Linked DNA regions of Mus musculus: region 1 is linked to region 2. The links are chromatin contacts, called in public HiChIP or PLAC-seq maps. All regions are on one chromosome and are shown on one strand. Each heading gives the region's core, a stretch centred on a gene start, on an enhancer-like site or on the middle of the called end of the contact. The rest is flanking DNA. Distances are from core to core; before and after follow the strand shown.

Evidence for each region. HiChIP or PLAC-seq counts read pairs in DNA pulled down with a chosen protein or histone mark.
Region 1: an HNF4G HiChIP or PLAC-seq map of pancreatic cancer cells shows a contact between it and region 2. The contact joins two enhancer-like sites. A contact is called at or near these places in 3 of 484 Hi-C or Micro-C datasets (B cells, cerebral cortex and reprogramming fibroblasts) and 3 of 115 datasets of contacts at active chromatin or transcription factors (astrocytes, embryonic stem cells and pancreatic cancer cells).

What each region holds. Positions count from the first base shown.
Region 1 is chr10:77,568,380-77,572,117 of GRCm38.p6, forward strand. No RefSeq gene overlaps it. Among named protein-coding and RNA genes, the nearest start is that of Pttg1ip, 11 kb to the right of the region's middle. Within about 2 kb of position 1,867, at least 63 of the 459 cell types and tissues checked have an H3K27ac peak or open chromatin away from gene starts, as enhancers often do. A contact at or near this core is called in pancreatic cancer cells, where this site is marked.
Region 2 is chr10:77,129,163-77,132,550 of GRCm38.p6, forward strand. The region is part of intron 2 of Col18a1 (collagen, type XVIII, alpha 1); the gene reads right to left. Among named protein-coding and RNA genes, the nearest start is that of Col18a1, 36 kb to the right of the region's middle. Within about 2 kb of position 1,484, at least 77 of the 459 cell types and tissues checked have an H3K27ac peak or open chromatin away from gene starts, as enhancers often do. A contact at or near this core is called in pancreatic cancer cells, where this site is marked.

The DNA of each region.
Region 1 (3,738 bases), core at 617-3,116, 440 kb after region 2:
TATAGTCAGAATAGAGTTTATTCAGGGCATGGGGAGGGGAGTTGAGAGGGTAGTAGAGACTGAATGGGAGGGTGGAGGGAGGGAGAGAAAGAGAGAGGAGAGAGAGAGAGGGAGAGAGAGAGAGAGGAGAGGAGAGGAGAGGAGAGGAGAGGAGAGGAGAGGAGAGGAGAGGAGAGAGAGGAGAGGAGTGGAGTAGAGGCTGGCCATGAACACGTGAAGAGAGAGGAGGAGGGGAGTGGGAAGAGGATAAGGGTACAGGAGCAAAGGAAGAGAGCAAGAAGAGCAAAAGAGCAAGAGAGAGAGGAGGAGGCAAGCAGCCCCTTTTATAGTGAGTCAGGCACACCTGGCTGTTGCCAGGTAACTATGGGGCGGAGCCTGGGGGCCACTTTGGACTTAACTGAAGTGAAACTCTAAGCCTGGGTCCATATCCAGCACCTTGAACAAGTGACATCTTCCATCTTGTTGAAAGTATAGGTACAGAGATGTTTCAGTGACTGAGAGTATCTTTTACCCTACCAGAGGACCAGCACATTAGGAGGCTCACAACTCCAGCTGAAGGGGGAGATGGGACGGGGGAGGAATCTGTCTCCCTCTTCTGATTCCTGGCATGACCTCCACACTGATGCATACTCTCACAAAGCATGCACACCTGTGGGACCGTGGGTGGAGGGGAAGAGGGGAGTAGGAAAGTGTCCGCGTCCCGCAGAGTTCCGGTGCTCTGGGCAGGCAGACGTGGGAGGACTACGCACGCTTTCCACACGGCCCCAAGTGGGCATCTGAATGTATCAAGCCACTGACCCCCACAGGGCAGGTGGTGGACAAGGGGCAGCCCCCGGTACCAGGTTCTCAGCCTCCAGCTGAGATATGGCAGAGGAGCTGAGAACAGAATAGGGGCCCTGGGGCAGCACTTAGCCCAGGATTTAAGGGAGGGAGAGAGGGGGGCACTGGGTGATTCCCATGCAGGCGAGAGTCCTTAGTCTGGTCTGTGGCTGCAGCATAAGAAGGCCTTCTGTGGAGAGGTTAGACAAGGCTTGTCAGGAGAAAGCTTAACCCATCGTTTAAGCACGGCAGGCCTTGACGGTCAGAGATAGTCTATGGTTTTAGAGCTTTATTGTAGAAAGGCAGGGAGACAGGAGAGAAGGTAGAAAGAGAAAGGGAGAGACTGGCCATGCCCACGTGGAGAGAAGGGGGAAGAGAGGAAGAGAGCTAGAGAGTAAGAAAGGTGAAAGCTTAAGAGAGTGAGGAGGGGCCAAGCAGACCCTCTTATAGTGGGCTTGGCTATCTTGCTGTTGCTAGGTAACTGTGGGGCGGAGTCTAGCCAGAATGCCAGAAACTTGGGACTTTGTCTATGTGCTAGAAGCCACATGCCTCTCCTGTGGGGGCTGTGGGGGCGGTAACTTCGACAGGAGTCAGGGGTCCAGGAGACATGATCGAACATCTTCCGTCCCATGTGGGTGGGAATTACCACCCCTCGGGTACCACCAGGGTTCAAGACCTAGGCTCAGCTGGAAACCAGGCTGTCTGTGTGTAGCCCATTGCCCTACACACACCTATAAATAATAAAGTAAAAATAAATAGTTCTAAATACATAGGTTCAGGAATCGTTGGATGCCTGGCTCCCAGAAGGATTGTGATGAGAACCAAGTTTTCTGAATTCCTGAGCCCTAAAGGACCCAAGTGTAAACCAGGTCCCAAACCAGTGAAGCAAACAACCCCTCACAGCCCCATCAAGGCCATCCCGAATACCAGAGAAACAGGTTCTTCATTCTTGCTTAATCCAGCCAGCCGATTGGGTTTTGTCCCAGGGCACAGCCCCTCCCTTGCCCCAGAGCTCTGCTGACCTGGATCTCCCTTGGACCCCAGCCCCACCCCTTGTAACCTCCCCTCCGGGAGTTCAAAGTCCCTACCCAGCTTGCTTGCCGGGTAGAGAAGCACCTGGTGACAAAATGTGCCAGGAGACAGGTCCCAATTTCCACTTTTCAAGCTGTAGTAGGAATGGAATTCTGTGGCTAACCAAGGAATGTCCTCACATTGATGAAAGACCAGTCACACAGATACTACCAAATAGAACTGAAAATCCCCAGCAGATGACTCAGGTATCAGAAATTCTGACATGTGGGCCTAGAATTCCCTTACCTGCTGAGCTGTAGCAGCCATACCATGTGGCTGGGCTGGGCTGTGAGAGACTTTACTGTGGCTTTTGGGTGCAACTACCACACTGCCCGAGCTGACACCATTCTGTGTCTGGCCTCAAGCTCAGAGATCCATCTGCCTCTGCTTCCCAAGTGCTGGAATTAAAGGTGTGCGCCACCACCCCACCACCGGTGTCTCTTGAGTTCTTTAACCATCTCCTTGGGAAAGCAAGCATCCTCTGACTTCCAGGTCATTGTTTCTCTCATCTTTATTGCCTGTGCTTTCTGGACCACAGGCTATGTTGTGAGTCATTCCTGGGATGGAAGCTCTTGAACACCCAAAGAGGTACCTGTGGATGTCATATGTGTGGTCACATCAGGTGCCCTTCTCCTTCTTCACTGCCATGTGTCTAAAGCAGGAATGTGGGCTCTGTGTGTGTATGTTCATATGTGCATGTGTATGTGTGTATGTGTGTGCACATGTGCGTATGGGATATATGTTTGGTGCTTCTTCTCACCAACGTACTGCCGCCTTGCACAGCTGGCTTGATATGCATGGGTCTGGGGATTTGAACTCAATTCTTCATGATTGCGCAGCAAACAGTCTCACCCATTCCATTCAGCCATCTCCCTCAGGACAGGCCTTCCTTTCTCTCTCTCTCTCTCTCTCTCTCTCTCTCTCTCTCTCTCTCTCTCTCGTGCACGTTTTTAATCCCAACAGTCAGGAGGCAGAGGCAAGCAGATCTCTGAGTTTGAGACTAGCCTGATCTTCAGAGTGAGTTTTAGATAGTACTATACAGAGTATATACACTATACTATACTATATAGTGCTATACAGAGGAGCCCCGTCTTGAAACACACACACACTGTTGTAGTAAAAAAAATAATGGGGGTTTCTACCCCACCTTTGATCATTCAATTCCCAAATAAAAGACACAAAACCTTTATATTTATGATAAGTCATTTGGGGGGGGGGAGGATGTCAAGACAGGGTTTCTCTGTATAGCCCTGGGGCTGTGCGGGAACTCACTTTGTAGACCATGCTGGCCTCGAACTCAGAAATCTGCCTGCCTCTACCTCCCGAGTGCTGGGATTAAAGGCATGTGCCACCACACCCGGCTTTATGATAAGTCTTAACAGCACTACAGCTGAGCGGATATCTACCCTCTAAGAAGCTATTTGTCTACTTCCCTGTCAATAACCCCGAGATATCACTTGCCACGTTCTGCCAGGCCAGCCCTCATACCCCAGGGCATCTTCTCTGCTCTCCCTCCAGGGTCTCTACCTCAGACCTCACACCCAGCAACGGAAGCTCCACCTACTTCTCTTCTGCCCCGCTGAAGGCTGTCAGCATCTTTAATTAACCAACCATTTTAAATTAAGAAGCAAGGTTACATAGCATCACTTGTGTACCTGAGGATCTCCTCATTCCTGAGGCATCCAGGGCCAGAATTTAGCACTACAGTACATAACAACATACTAAATCTCAACACACACACACACACACATACACAGAGAGAGCGAGAGAGAGAGAGAGAGAGAGAGAGAGAGAGAGAGAGAGAATATGGATGTTTTGCCTGCACGTATATGCATCATGAGTCTGCCT
Region 2 (3,388 bases), core at 234-2,733:
CCCATGTGGGATAGAAAAGAAACACTGGCTGGGCATGGTGGTGCACACCTTTAATCCCAGTACTCGGGAGGCATAGGCAGGCAGATTTCTGAGTTCAAGGCCAGCCTGCTCTACAGAGTGAGTTCCAGGACAGCCAGGGCTACACAGAGAAACCCTGTCTCAGAAAACAAAAACAAACAAAAGAAGGAAAGAAGGAAAGAAGGAAAGAAGGAAGGAAGGAAGGAAGGAAGGAAGGAAGGAAGGAAGGAAAGAAAGAAAGGGAGAAAGAGAGAAAGAAAGAAAGAAAGAAAGAAAGAAAGAAAGAAAGACACTACTCACTCAACAGAGGCTAGTGATGAAGAAGGAAAGAAAGAAAGAAAGAAAGAAAGAAAGAAAGAAAGAAAGAAAGAAAGAAAGAAAGAAAGAAAGAAAGAAAGAAAGACACTACTCACTCAACAGAGGCTAGTGATGCTCAGCCTGGATCTACATATCACCCTCCTCAGAGTTCCCTAGAGAAAGCCTGCTTAAAGATCAGGTGGAGAGACATGGAGAGAGGGAGAGAGAGAGAGAAAGAGGGGGGAGGGAGAGAGAGAGAGAATATGATGGCACTAACTCTTTGCTAGAAAGTGACCAACCACAGGAGGTCTGGGATCTGTGGTGAAGAATTCTGCCTTCATCAGGCAACAGCTGGTGGTGGAAATTCCCATGGCCAGAATGCGGGTGAAGGTCCTTGAGAATCTGCGCCCTGGGGGCCCATTTCTGTTTTTGCACAGCTGGAAGAAAGGCTAGCCTTCCCCCCAGAGTGAGGTGCCACGCTGTGCCCGGGCCCATGGCCAACAATCTATTCTCATTTCCTACCCTGCCATCAGATTCTTTGAAAAATTTGAGATGACTCCCAAGTCCAGTTGAGTATGTCACTGAGGTCACAGCAGCAGGGGATTGGGAGAGACAAAGGTCCCTAGCTTCTGTCAGCTCTGGACCCCAGCCTGATCCACTTCCTCCCAATGGCAGCTCAGAAACCCACCTGTGGCCCGCCAAGCCACACCTGGCAGCTGGCTTCCTGGCTCTTCCCCAGCTGTCTCACCAGGTGGCATGTGGTCAAGTAACACAATAAATTCTACCCAGAATCCATGGAATGCAATTAGGGAAGAGCAGAGATGCCAAAAAACCAAGCTGTGCGGCAGGACTGGACTACCCCCACCCCCACCCCCCATCTCCTGCAGCCTGGAAGCCAGGTGGCACCCCAGATCAGCTTCCCACCAACTCTGGGCTACTGATGACATGGGGAAAGAAACAGGTGAGTGGCCCAGGTTCTCACTCAAACGTTTCCCAGAGCCTTTCTCTGACTTTCACCCACACTGCAGAGGATACAGATTCATGCGGGCCATGATTCACTCGACAGGATTTAAAGCTGAGCTGCCAAGGTGAGTAACTGCTGAGATCCCTTCAAAGTCGGGCTCTGGCATCCTGGAGTGTGCCAGCCTCCGTGTGTCCACCAAGGCAGGCACTCCAGGGAAACACTCTGATTCTGCTAAAGCCTGGACTTGTCTGGCAGCCAAGACTGTCAGGACATGGTCTCAGACGAGGTGCTGGCCACCAGAGGGAGCCATAGATCCAGCTTCCTTAGCCACTAGAGGGAGCCATAGACCCAGTTTCCTTAGCCACTTGCAAGCAAGCTCTTCTAAGGAGCTCTTTGTGGTATGATACTGTATCAGGAAAGAAATTTATATACAGTAACTCTGAGCGAGAGAATAACTTCTCAGCCCACAATCGGCACATGGCACCTCTGTCCACACCTTTGCTCTTACTTACATTCGTGTGCACATGAGCGCACGCCCGCGCACACACAAACACACAAGAGGAGCCAATAGGCATAAATGGAGCCTGTCCCCTACGGTGCCCTGTTTTACAGAGGTGTCAGGCCACCCTTATGTGGGCAGCTCCAGTCCCACCAGCAGCCTCTAAGCCTCTTCTCTGTCTGCATCACTAGGTGCTTGCCTGGTCCTGCACCATACAGCTACAAACAGATGATAACGTATTATATACTGTCTCCTGGTGGGTAGCAAACACTTCCCTTTCGTGTAATGCAAACCCCATGAGTGGGGGTCCTGGGGTGAAGGGTGGGGAGCCCAGAAACTGGACAGCAAGGCACAGAACAGCGTGACTCTGCCCTATGTTCCACACTGGGAGTGGATTTTCCCTCTACACCAATGCTGGAGAAGAACCCAGGCCTCCCACCCACCCAACCAGGTAAATTTGCTCTGTCCGAGCCATAGCTATGTCATATGGGTCAGAAATGTCTTTTCCTCCGTGAGAACAATACCCAAGAGGCCTGCCATCCTCAGAAGCTATGGTTGCTGAGCCTTACAGCAGCAATTAATCTACAGGTGGATGTAAAAGACACTGCCGACCTCTTCACCCTGGAAGCCAGGGATACGAGGTAGCCTAACCCCTGGGGCTCTCTTAGGGAGAAGAGGAGTTCAACCTGAGGGACTCCCCGCCATGCTAGTCTTCAGAGCGGAGCCAAGGAATTACAGGGGTGAGTGAGCGGCTTCCAGAGTCTAGGAAAGCCAGAATGGTTTTCCCAGCAGGAACCTGCCTGTTACATTTCCTGACTACTGTAGCCAGTCGGACACATTTCCTGCTTCCAGCTGGGTACTTGTCTTAAGCCAAGGATTCTTGCTGGCTTATTAGAGCAGCTTCAGGAAGCCCAGTCTTACCTGTGGAGGTTCACAGCAACTTTGTAGCTTTGACCTATCTCTGGAATCCAGAGTTTCTGTGCATGCCTCAACCCCTCACTGCCCCCACCACCCCACCCCTGCCTGTCCCTGTGATCCTGCTGTCTTCTGAGGCCTCATCTGTAAGGTCTTCCTTGTGTGAGGCCCTCATAGATCTTAAATGAGATTTCAGTGTTTCTTGGCTTTCCTGTTTGTATCTGGACTCTAGACCCTAGCTTCTCTCTGATCTTGGCAAGGACTGGTCCTACCCCTCAAGTTATTGACAAATAATCCTGCAAAATACAATAAAACTGTCTTGGCCATGCCATGTAGCCATAAAGGTTTCCAGCACGCCACTCTTTATACTTTGAACAAGCACTTTGTGGGCTGCCCCAGCCCCAGACCCCACCCTGAGGAGCCTTGGGTTTCCATCTGGAAATCATTGCAGGTCAGCGTGGAGCATCTCCCAGCTGCAGGCAAATCTGCTAATGCCATTCGGCAAACAAGCTGTTCTCTGAAAGAACTGGACGGCGACAGGCAGCTTCATCCCACGTGAATCGCGAGAGCTGTGGGCTGGCCCCACACAGAGACCTCCGAAGCATGCAGAGATCAGCGCCCATCAAAGGGCCTTGGTTGGGGTTCCACCCCAGGAACCCGCCTTCCCTTTGCCGAAGGAAAAGCTGCCTACACAT